Linked DNA regions of Ovis aries: all the other regions are linked to region 1. A link is a contact called in public Hi-C data. All regions are on one chromosome and are shown on one strand. Each heading gives the region's core, a stretch centred on a gene start, on an enhancer-like site or on the middle of the called end of the contact. The rest is flanking DNA. Distances are from core to core; before and after follow the strand shown.

What was found. A called contact is a pair of places that touch in the nucleus more often than the background predicts.
Region 2: a contact with region 1 is called in a Hi-C map of tail adipose tissue, with 2.7 times the contacts expected there. The contact joins the promoter of MGAT4A here to the promoter of UNC50 in region 1. A contact is called at or near these places in 6 of 16 Hi-C or Micro-C datasets (blood, hypothalamus, liver and 3 more).
Region 3: a contact with region 1 is called in a Hi-C map of mixed tissues, with 6 times the contacts expected there. The contact joins the enhancer-like site here to the promoter of UNC50 in region 1. A contact is called at or near these places in 7 of 16 Hi-C or Micro-C datasets (blood, liver, mixed tissues and 2 more).

The regions. Positions count from the first base shown.
Region 1 is chr3:102,635,556-102,639,360 of ARS-UI_Ramb_v3.0, reverse strand. It overlaps UNC50 (unc-50 inner nuclear membrane RNA binding protein), which reads left to right and starts at 1,564. Exons shown (of 6, transcript XM_012173801.4): 1 at 1,564-1,602; 2 at 2,839-3,122. The coding sequence starts at 2,843. It overlaps LOC101109345 (cytochrome c oxidase assembly factor 5), which reads right to left and starts at 1,510. Exons shown (of 3, transcript XM_004006150.5): 1 at 1,351-1,510. The coding sequence starts at 1,449.
Region 2 is chr3:102,501,953-102,505,712 of ARS-UI_Ramb_v3.0, reverse strand. MGAT4A (alpha-1,3-mannosyl-glycoprotein 4-beta-N-acetylglucosaminyltransferase A) reads right to left here and starts at 2,188. Exons shown (of 16, transcript XM_060413949.1): 1 at 2,111-2,188.
Region 3 is chr3:102,405,214-102,408,532 of ARS-UI_Ramb_v3.0, reverse strand. It overlaps CRACDL (CRACD like), which reads right to left. Exons shown (of 10, transcript XM_060413960.1): 5 at 3,056-3,220. Among named protein-coding and RNA genes, the nearest start is that of MGAT4A, 97 kb to the left of the region's middle. Within about 2 kb of position 1,427, at least 7 of the 54 cell types and tissues checked have an H3K27ac peak or open chromatin away from gene starts, as enhancers often do.

The DNA of each region.
Region 1 (3,805 bases), core at 315-2,814:
ATTACTTTGCCAACAAAGGTCCGTCTAGTCAAGGCTATGGTTTTTCCAGTAGTCAGGTATGGATGTGAGAACTGGACTATAAAGAAAGCTGAGCACCAAAGAATTGATGCTTTTGAACTGTGGTGTTGGAGAACTCTTGAGAGCCCTTTGGACAGCAAGGAGATCCAAGCAATCCATCCTGAAGGAAATCAGTCCTGAATATTCATTGGAAGGACTGATGCTGAAGCTGATAATCCAATACTTTGGCCACCTGATGCGAAGAACCGGCTCACTGGCAAAGACCTGATGCTGGGAATGATTGAAGGCAGGAGGAGAAGGGGATGACAGTGGTTGAGATGGCTGGATGGCATCACCGACTCAATGGACATGAGTTTGAATAAACTCCGGGAGTTGGTGATGGATAAGGAAGGCTGGAGTGCTTTGGGGTCGCAAAGAGTTGGACACGACTTAGCGACTGAACTGAACTGAATACCAGAATCCAGGTTTGCCAGTCGGCTTTGAACTTCACTGGGCTTCCCAGATGGCACTAGTGGTAAAGAACCACTAGCCAACCACTTGCCAACGCAGTAGATACAAAAGACACGGGTTCGATCCCAGGTCGGGAAGATCCCCTGGAGGCGGGCACGACAACCCACTCCAGTATTCTTGCCTGGACCATCCCATGGATAGAGGAGCCTAGAGGGGTAGGGTCTACGGGGCCGCGAAAAGTAGGAAACGACTTAAGGCACGCATATCAGACTGGCTCCAGAGAAGACCTGTGGCTGTACTGAGGGAAAGATAGCAAATTCCTGTCTCCCATCACAGCACCTAAAACCACAAGTTCAACGGTAGGGGGCGCGAGATACAAAGTGGTGAAAATAAAAAAGCTGCCTCTTTTACAGCTTATCCTGGAATACACAGAACTCAGCAAGTTCAGACCAGCACAAAGTAAATACAGCATCTATTCAGCCACAACTGAACTGAGAAAGGAGGTTTCACGAGGCAACACAGTATGGCAGGTTCATGTAATTATGTGCTAATTTACTGGTTCTCATTTTCGAGGGCTCCAGAAACCTGTGATTCTCTCCTATATGCCTCCAGAACCCAGGAGAGCAGCAGCATTTCGTGTCTCTGCACCCGAGATGGTTTAAACTTTACAAAAACCCAACAGGGCAGCACGGTTTTCTCCAGTTTCACCATTGGGAAGTCAGGTTCCGACAGTGGACTCGCCCAAGTTCACTAAGTCGGTGGAGAACTAGGACCGCGAACTCGGAGGCACGACTCAGCCATCACCGGGGCCCGCCAGGGACCCTCCGCCAGCCTCGCCTCCCCGCTTCGGGCCTCGGTCATCCGAGCACCCGGCCGCGCTACCTTGAGCACGCAGTCAGACTGCAGCAGACACAAGCCCAGATCCTCCTTCACGCCCGCGCACGCGCCGCCCTCAGGCTTGTCCTCGTAATATCGGGGCATGACTGCGCCTCCAGCTGGCCGCGGCCTCCACCCTCTCCTCCCGAGACGGCCCAGACTCCTCAGGACGCCAGTGACGCCGCGGCGGGCGGAACCGGAAAAAGACCGGTAGCAACCACTTCCGGTGGGCGCGCGGCGAGAGACGTAACGCGAGAGGTATCGCGCGCGGCGTTTGTGGGTCACGGGACGCGACGCGCCCCCTACGTGGTTGACGTAGCGAGGAGGGAAGTTGGCCCAGCGGCGGCTGGGTCGGCTGCTGGGCGGTGGTGGCGGGTGTATGTGAAGCCGGTGGACGCCGCCGCGGGGCTCCAGGTGAGGCCTGCCGACGGCCCCATCTGCGCGCGACTCGGGCTCGCCGGTCGGCCTTTTCTTCTGGCAACTTGCGGCCCCACATCACCCGGCCCTGGAGTGACCGCGCCCGGGTCCGGCTGCTCGGCCTGCGTTGGGGCTGCCAGACACCATCGCGGAGGCTGGTTACAGCCGAATTTCAGATAGCAGCGAATGATGTCTGCATAGCTGCGGGTCTCACGCAGTGTTTCGGACCTGCTTATATTACAAATTATTGTTGTATCTGCGATGCAGTTGTAATTGGACATCCTGTGTTTTTATGCTCAATCTGGCCGCCTTACCGGCGGCCCCGAGCCGGCGGGGAGCAGCTGGCGTCCTGGAGGCCTGGGGAGTGGAGCCCGACACTGGGCTGCCGGGGCGGGACAAGGAGGCCGGACGATGACCAGCGCCTCCCTGGCTTCAGGCTGGTTGGACTGGACCCCCACGCTGTCGTTCCCCTGATGAACTATTCAGGAAGTAAAACACTATGCGTTTGAGTTTTGCCTTGTTTTTACATCCCATGCTAGTGAACGAGTTGCTTGTTGGTGAGGCGCTGATGGTCTTGTGTGATAAACCATTTTACTTTACGTCGTCGGGAACATCGTTTCTGTTTGGCTTCAGCAAAGGCTTTTCCTTAAAGTCTTGATTGTTAGCACAGATGACAGGTGGACTTTTGATTCAGACTGCCTGAATTTTGGCTCTATCACTATCTCTGCTTCTGGAGAAGGGGTGGGAGGAGGTGGGGAGGTGGGGAGAGGTGGAGCAGATCTGAGGATTGACAGAAATGAAGTACAGAGAATGGGTGGACCTTGTAAAAGCGTTATTATGAAGGTTCAGAAGGCCACGGGGCAGCCCTTTCCTGAAGTGCAATGGGCAGTTCTCCAGCTCCCAAATCAGCCTCAAAACCAAATTTACCCTTTTTTGAGTCCTGCCTCTTCTCAGGGATTGGGGCCAAAATGTAAGGTGACTTGTCTCCTAAATAACTCACAAGAGGGGTGCTAGAGGCTGGCAGTTTCTTCTGATGATTTGTATTAATAATATAAATTTTTCCTCCCTTCTATCTAGGAAGATGTTACCAAGTACTTCGGTGACTTCCCCAGTGCAGGGGAACGGAGTGTTGAGTTCCAGGGATGCAGCCAGACACACAGCGGGAGCAAAACGCTACAAATACCTGAGGAGGCTTTTCCGTTTCCGGCAGATGGACTTTGAGTTTGCTGCCTGGCAGATGCTCTACCTGTTCACTTCCCCACAGAGAGTTTATAGAAACTTTCACTATAGGAAGCAGACGAAAGATCAGTGGGCCAGGGATGACCCAGCTTTCTTGGTCCTGTTAAGTATCTGGCTCTGTGGTAAGTGTTTATCTGCAGGAGAGTTGAGAAATCAGTTGACTGTTTCAGGTTGGACTTGTCATTTGGAGATTCCTGTTGTCAGCGTGTTATGGGTCATAATTTGGGGTTCTCTGAAGCTGTTGTCTTCCTTTCTGAAGTCTCCAAAATCTCCTCACAGGAAAGAGAGTGGTATTCTTCCTGACTTTAAAGGTCCCAAGCAGATGCCAGAGGAAACTGGTTCCTCGGAACTTTAAAAAGCACAGGACAGAGTCACTCCGTGTCGAATTTCAACTACCGTGATAAATACGTAGGGCTTCCCTGGTGCTTCAGACGGTGAAGAATCTGCCTGCAGTGCTGGAGACCTGAGTTCAATCCCTGGGTCAGGAAGATCCCCTGCAGACGGAAATGGCTACCCACTCCAGTATTCTTGCCTGGAGAATTCCATGGACAGAGGAGCCTGGTGGGCTACAGTCCGTGGGGTCGCAAAAGAATCAGATACAACTGAGCGATTAAACTTTCACATTTTTCATAAATTCATTGATACCCAAATGCAAACAATGTGAAAAAGGACTACTGAGATTGGAAGTTACATTTCACCCTCAGGCTGAGCCAGGGCTTCCCTGGTGACTCAGTTGGTAAATAACCTGCCTGCAGTGCAGGAGACCCAGGTTTGATCCCTGGGTCAGGAAGATCCCCCTGGAGAA
Region 2 (3,760 bases), core at 939-3,438, 130 kb after region 1:
TTTAATTTTTTCATGGCATTATATGAAGATGCAAGTAACTTTTTGTTGCTATAGCCCCACCTGAGCCCCACTTTACTTCAAAAAAGATACCGTCCTGATAAGAGATCCAGATTATTAGAATAAACATTCAGTCAGTAATCACAGGAAAGGGGAAGTGAAGAAGTAGAAAATGAAAGATTTTTGAAACACAGTTTTATTAAATACTTATTTGTATGAAAGTCAGCATAAATGGGTAGAGAGACAAGTAAAAGTGTGTGAACTCTATAATGAAAGTAGATTATAGATACAGTATTGGTAACATGAAAAACAGAAGGAATATTAAATATTGGATCCAGAAGTTATTCATATCTGGTTTGAAGAAAATGCAAATAATAAACTCTACCAACAAACAGGACCTGAAATTCAGCAAGACAAATACTAGGGCATTTTACTCAGCATATTGTCATACATTTTTAATCAGAGTTTCCACACTAATAAAGCTTAGTTGCATCATTAAAGAGCAAAACCAGTGATCCCTATGCTCTCAAACCAGGAAAGGTAGTTCATACAGCCAAGAGCCCTCTGGGTTGACTAACTGCCTAAGGCAGAAGTGACCCCTATTTGTTGTCAGCGTCCACGCTCACAAAAATTTCAATCTAACACCTTGACGCTCTCTGAGACTATCACTTAACACATCGGAATCCTTGACAACAAAAAGGCAGTGGCTAAAGTTACTGGTCATCTTCTCCATCCTGACAAAGATGTTTCGAACTTTCAACTCCAGATCTCAGGCTGGAAAAAAATGTTTTATTAACAGTCTTTTCAGGGCTGCAGTCCTATGTTATTATTAGATACATAACCTTTGATTTGAAAGTGTTCTCCGAAATAGTATGATCCACGGCTAAAAATGCTTGACATATGATTTCACTGTCATTCCAGACAGAACAGGGGTGCCTGAAGAAAAGGCACCCTCATGAGTACCATGATGTAAGCCCTGTAACTTTATTCAGCGCGGTTTTGTTAAAATTCATTGGTTTTATATTTATAATAGGATTTCTATTTTTCCTTAATGCAGCTTACATAACTTCATCGTCCTGTACGTTTTCAGATTTACACGATGCGGGCTAAAGAAACCTTTGTTAGGATAACCTGTTAATGACAGTGTTGTTGTTTTTTAACATTCAGAAAAAGAAAAATAAACCATTAAACGCAGATTATTCACTTCTAAATTTAGCTTCTAAATTCAAACGAACGACGTTGCCATTTTCTTTGGCCAGAAGTCGTCCGACAGCAAAAGCACAACAGCAAAATATATGGAGAGGACTGAAAACAGACACTGCGCCTGCTTCTATTTCGCAATCCGGATTGTAAGCAATGAGCGGGATCCAGAGAAGCACTCGCTGCGAGAAATAAAAAGCGGGCGCGCGAGTGGTCTGACTGCCAGCTCATAAAACACGCCTTCCCGCTGTCACCTGGTGGTACCCTCAGTGGAATCACCCGGCCCGACCCGAGGATCCCACTCGCAGCTTCCTCGATAGCGAGGAACTGGAGGCCTGGGGATGGGGGTGCGCTTACAGAGGACCCGCAGGTCTTGACTTTGTAGGAAAATTCGCCAGAACGGTGCACGCCTTGGCAGCAACCCCGGCCCGCCTCGCCCCCGCCCCACCTGCCCCGCGGCCCCGGGACGCCGCCGACTCCGGGACGGGCGTGAGCCCTGGGGCAGTCCCGCGAGCAACTCTGCCTCACCCCCCAAACCCCCACTTTCCTTCACTTTGCCCCAAAGTCAGCGAGCCCCGCCGCGCCACGGAGCGCCGAGAGCGCACCAGGCGCCCGGTCGGCCCCCGAGGGAGCGCGCGGCACCGAGGGGCTGCGGCGGCGGAGCGGGGCTGACGGCGCGCCCAGGACGGCCCGGCCCGCGCCCGCCCCCGAGGCCCAGCCCGCCCGCGCCCCGAGACGGCCCCGCAGCAGCCCGAGGCGCACGAGCTCCGGGCCCGGCCGCGGCGCCCGCGGCTCCGTTACCAGCAGGTGGATCTCCCGCGACCCGGCGCCGCCCCTCCATCCCGCGCCCTCCGCGCAGCCGCCCTGCGCCCCAGCTCGCAGCTGCCCGCACCCGCCGCCGCGAACCCCTCACCCGCCGCCGGCGCTGCCAGTCCTGCCGCGGCCGCCGCCGAGCCGCCACCGAGCCGCCGCCGGGCGCCCCCGCCTCCCCGCGCGGCTCCGCCCCGCCGCCGGGGCGCCGCGGCCCCCGCGCGCGGCCCCGCCCGGGACCCCGCCAGCCATTGGCCGCCTGTGCCGGCCCCCGGGCGCCCCCGCGCGGCCCAGCCGCCGGCCGGAGGCCCGCCCGGTTGTCATTTCAGGGGCGCCGCCTCGCAGCCTGCACCGTTCTCGTGAGATCTCCCCGCTTCACTCACTGTCGCCGCCGGGTCTAGAGCGGCGTCTCCGGCCCGGGCTCTAAGCGCTCGGCGGCGCCGGGCCGCCACATCTGGCTTTAATCCTCTCGGGCGTGTGCGCGGAGGCAGCTCAGGCTGCCAACAAAAGGCCCCGGGGAGCCCCCGGCCTCCGCCTGGCGCGCGACCCGGCCACCCGGGCTGCCGCGGCCTCGGCGCCTTCCCCCAACTGCGGTCCGCAACCCGCCGCACCCCCCTGGGCAGCATTCCCAGTGACCGGTCCCGGGCCAGCTCCCGCCCCAATCCAGCAAGAGCTTCCGAGGCTCCGCGGGTCCAGGCGCCTCACCCACTGTCTCTGGCCCTCGCGACATCCCCACTAATGGGCATTATTATCCTCAGTTTACCGACCAAGAGACCAGGACTAGCTTTAGCAACTAGCAAGAAGATAAATAAACTAGGTTGTTTAAATGCAGATCCTTTGAGTGCTAAAGCTGCTGATTTTCCCACTACACCACGCTCTCCTGTCCCTTTCTCGCAAGCTCCATGTCCTAATCTATCACCATTTCTGTAAAGTTGGACGTTAACTTGAGAACCAGATAGATGATCATCTATTGAGAGGTCTGAGTGGTCTGCCTGTTTTTCTTAGTATCCTTTGGTACTAGGACTTGGGTTAGTAACTGGCTTGAGGGCCAGATTTCCTATAGTCTATGACAAAGACAATACCTAGTAGCAAGCTGGCAAAAATTTCATGACCAGATGTAAGTAATAAAGGCTGAAACCTACTCGGATACAACCTTTGATACATTGATATATCTTGCCTGACATATGTCTTGGGAATGGAAAGCCCAAAGCTTTCTATTTGGTGTACAATGCTCAACGACAGGCAATTTCCATACAGAAGAAAGCAGTGGCATTTAACAAAGCCATGTCCACAAGACTGGCCAAAAGATTAAATTGCCCAGGGAGCTCCCCATTCTATGGGAAGGAAACTGGAGGCCCTGAGAGATTAACAGTACAAATAATAATACAATACAGGACTTCCCCAGTGATCCAGTGGTTAAGAATCCACCTGCCAATGCAAGGGACACGGGTTCAATCCCTGATCTGGGAAGTAAGATCCCACATACCGCAGGGCAACTAAGCCCACGCGCCAAAACTACTGAGCCGCAGTGCCGCAGCTACTGAAGCCCACTTGTCCAGAGCCCTGTGCCCTGCAACAAGAGAAGACACTGCAGTAAGAAGCCCCAGCGCCGCAACTAGAGACAGCCCGCGGGCAGCAACGAAGGCCCAGCATAGGCAAAAATAAATACATAACACAATACAAACTGATACAGTGATGTAGGCACTAGTAAGCGATCCAACCAGAATTCAAACCCAGATCTGTTTGACTGGGT
Region 3 (3,319 bases), core at 178-2,677, 230 kb after region 1:
AGCCTGGGGTTCAGAGGCTTCTGTGGGGTTACCCTGGGTGACAGCTGCTTCACCCTAACCGTCCTCAAAAACAGGGGCCCTGACACTGAGGAAGGGGTGGAGTGTGGTGCGTGGGGAATGGGTCCCCGCGCGGGGAGGCACAGAGCTGCCTGAGCCCACTCCGTTCTCCCCCAGGTCCCAGAGGCAACGGGCCAGGCTGCGGCCTCACCAGCAGTGATGGCTGTGCAGCCTTTGGCTGGCAGAGCTGGGCCGTCTCCCTTGCTCTCTTCCTCATCACCCAGAGCAAATGAGACCTGCCAGTCTGCCACCCTTGACCCCCTGTTTCTTACTTAATGGCAGGAAACCTAGACAAGGACCTCTTAGGTGTAATTTTACCTTAAACATCACTAAGCAAACATCATCCATTGTTACCTCACATGCTAGAGCAACTTAAAAATAATCCCATATATTTTCTGAAAAACCCATTCACCAGGAAATGTTATCTTGGCAGTGTCACCAAACACATTTTACTGAAGACCTTTTCTTCATAATAATCTTCACTAAGTTTCTCTGTCGAGCAAGTGGGCCTGTGTGAGGTGTCACAACAGGAAAAGATCAAACAGCCCACAGTCCCATCCTTTTGGGGTTTATGGTTCCATTATATCAAATGCTGTGTGTGTTGTTTTCCCCTCTTGGTTGACTCACTGGGCCCTAAAAACTTTCAGGGCACAAAATATGGTCACTGCATCTTCAAAACCACAGCAATAAATATATATATATTTTTTTAAGTCTTAAAGTCTCAAATTTTGGTTACCGATGATGCCAGTGAATGGGTCCTATTACTCAATTAAAAAAAAAAAAAAAAAAGAATGTCACCACGAAAGGAGGGATGTTGAAGACAAGGTCAGCCCTGCCCCGTATGAATGGCTCCTAGTCAGACTGAAATTTGTGCATCATGGCACTTTATGGGTTTGAGGCTGGGTTCACACTTGAATCCTTAACAGATTTAGAAGCTACCAACTCTCCTATACTGTCTATCCCAGCTGACTGTCCCAGCTAAATGCAGAGAACCATGTTGCTGGGAACGTCAGAGAACCATGGGATGGAGTGGAGGTGAGTCAGTCTATGGTGGTTCACGTTCCCCCACCACATGGTACAAACACAAAATCACATCCATTCCTGAGGCTCCGCCAATGAAGATGCCGAGATATGAGTGTTACCTGGTGATGACACCTTACACGGCCATCAGCCTGCCACCTTTCCCCAGCACCCGAAGGGTGCAGGGTGAGCCTGGAGTCCAGGAAATGGGCCACACCTTCCTCCGTGTCTCCTCTGCTTTCTCGTCCAGCTGGGAGAGCAGGTGCGGGTGGCCCACTGCCCTCTGACCTGCTCGTGGAGCAAGTAGGGCAGAATTCTGGAAGGAGTCATTCTCTGGCCTGCTATGAGGGAACCCCTGCCCTGGGTGTGTTCACACTTCAGCTATACCACAGCCCTTCCTCTGCCTTCTGAGAACCCACAGCCACACCCAAGTCAGGTAAATACTCCTTTTCCTGCTTTTGAACTCTGGTGCTGGAGAAGACTCTTGAGAGCCCCTTGGACTGCTAGGAGATCAAACCAATCAATCCTAAATGAAATCAACCCTGAATATTCACAGGAAACACTGATGCTGCAGTTGCAGCTCCAAAACTTTGGCTACCTGATGCGAAGAACCGACTCATTGGAAAAGACCCTGATGCTGGGAAAGACTGAAGGCAGGAAGAGAAGGGGATGACAGAGGATGAGCTGGATGGCATCCTCGACTCAATGGACATGAGTCTGAGCAAACTCTGGGAGAGTGGAAGATAGGGAAGCCTGGTGTGCTGCAGTCCATGGGGTTGCAAAGAGTCAACATGATTGAGTGACTGAACAGTGACAATCTGCCTTTGCAGGGGAACTTCTGAGCTTCCCAGCTGAGCTGACTGCTGAAGCTATTTCAGAGCAGCACAGAATCTGCAGAAATCCCCCAAGGATGGCCCTTGACCAGGGCACTCGGACCCTCCGTGGGCACACAGGGCAGGGATGTGGCTCTAGCTAACGGATGATGGCGCTGGTAATGCCAGCTCCACCCACCCCACCAGGCGGCTTGTCTACAAGGGGAAAATGGTCGTCTGTTTGGCCACTTATGCATTCGTGTAGCACCAGTGACATATATTTCATCATTCAGCCCGCCCTAGGGACTCAGGTGGTGGCAGTGTGGGCCGTGCTGTCCGTATACAAGGGGAAAAGGCTCAGTTCTTCCTCCTGGATTTCAAAGCGGATGGGGGGCTTCTGGGATCAGTCTCCCCCCTTATGGGGTCAGAGACACCTCTCCTGCTTGTCAAACTTTCCCTGTTGCCCTGTCCCCCAGCGCCACATCTCACATTTCTAGCCCTAAACCAACAAGTTCTCAGAGTCCCAAACGCAGACGCAGGAGCCTAGACTAAATTGGATGTGTTACCACTCGCTGCTTGTGCGCAGTCACTCAGTCGTGTCCAGCTCTTTGTGACCTCACGGACTGAAGCCTCCAGGCTCCTCTGTCCATGGGATTTCCCAGGAAAGAATACCAGAGTGGGTTCCCATACCTTCTTCCAGGGGCTCTTTCAGATCCAGGGATCAAACTCGTGTCTCCTGCATTGGCAGGCAGATTCTTTACCACTGAGCCACCTGGGAAGCTCCCTTCTCCCTCCAGCCAAATATCATGAGGACAGAAAGCAGACTCCGACTGTTTTCCGTTTTCAAATGGGATACCTGCTCTGGTCATCTGCTCAGACAGGAAAAAGGAGGTTGACTGCATCAGATCTACAACCACCGTGGAAAATGCTCCCCAAACCGTATCCCTGAATGAGACTTGAATTTCTGCTCAAAGAATGAAAATAAATACAGCCCAAGGATGGACAGTGGGCTCCAGTGAGCTGGCTGGAATCCCTCCAGGCACATTGAGCGGGAGTCTTCATGGGAATCTTCGGGGAACACACACAGGGGCCACCAGAGCCCGACGGCCCAGTGTGGAGGCAGGGGGAGGAGGTGGAGGGAGCCGGGTGGCGCAGGTGGCACTTGCCTTTATGGTAGTGCTGGAACCAATGTCATGAAGCAGGGACATCTCGGGGGGGCTCCTGGGCAGACCGTCATCCTCAGAGCTCATGCCGGCATCATCTCCCCGCTTGGTTGGAAGGCTCCCGGGAGGAGGCGGCGGCCCCATTTTCACATTACACTGTATTTTTAACTAGATTGGAATAAAGAACATTTGCTGTAGTTTTCATCAGTGACTTTTCTCCCCAAACTCCCCTGCTGTAATTCATTCATTCCGGAGGTATTTTTAACA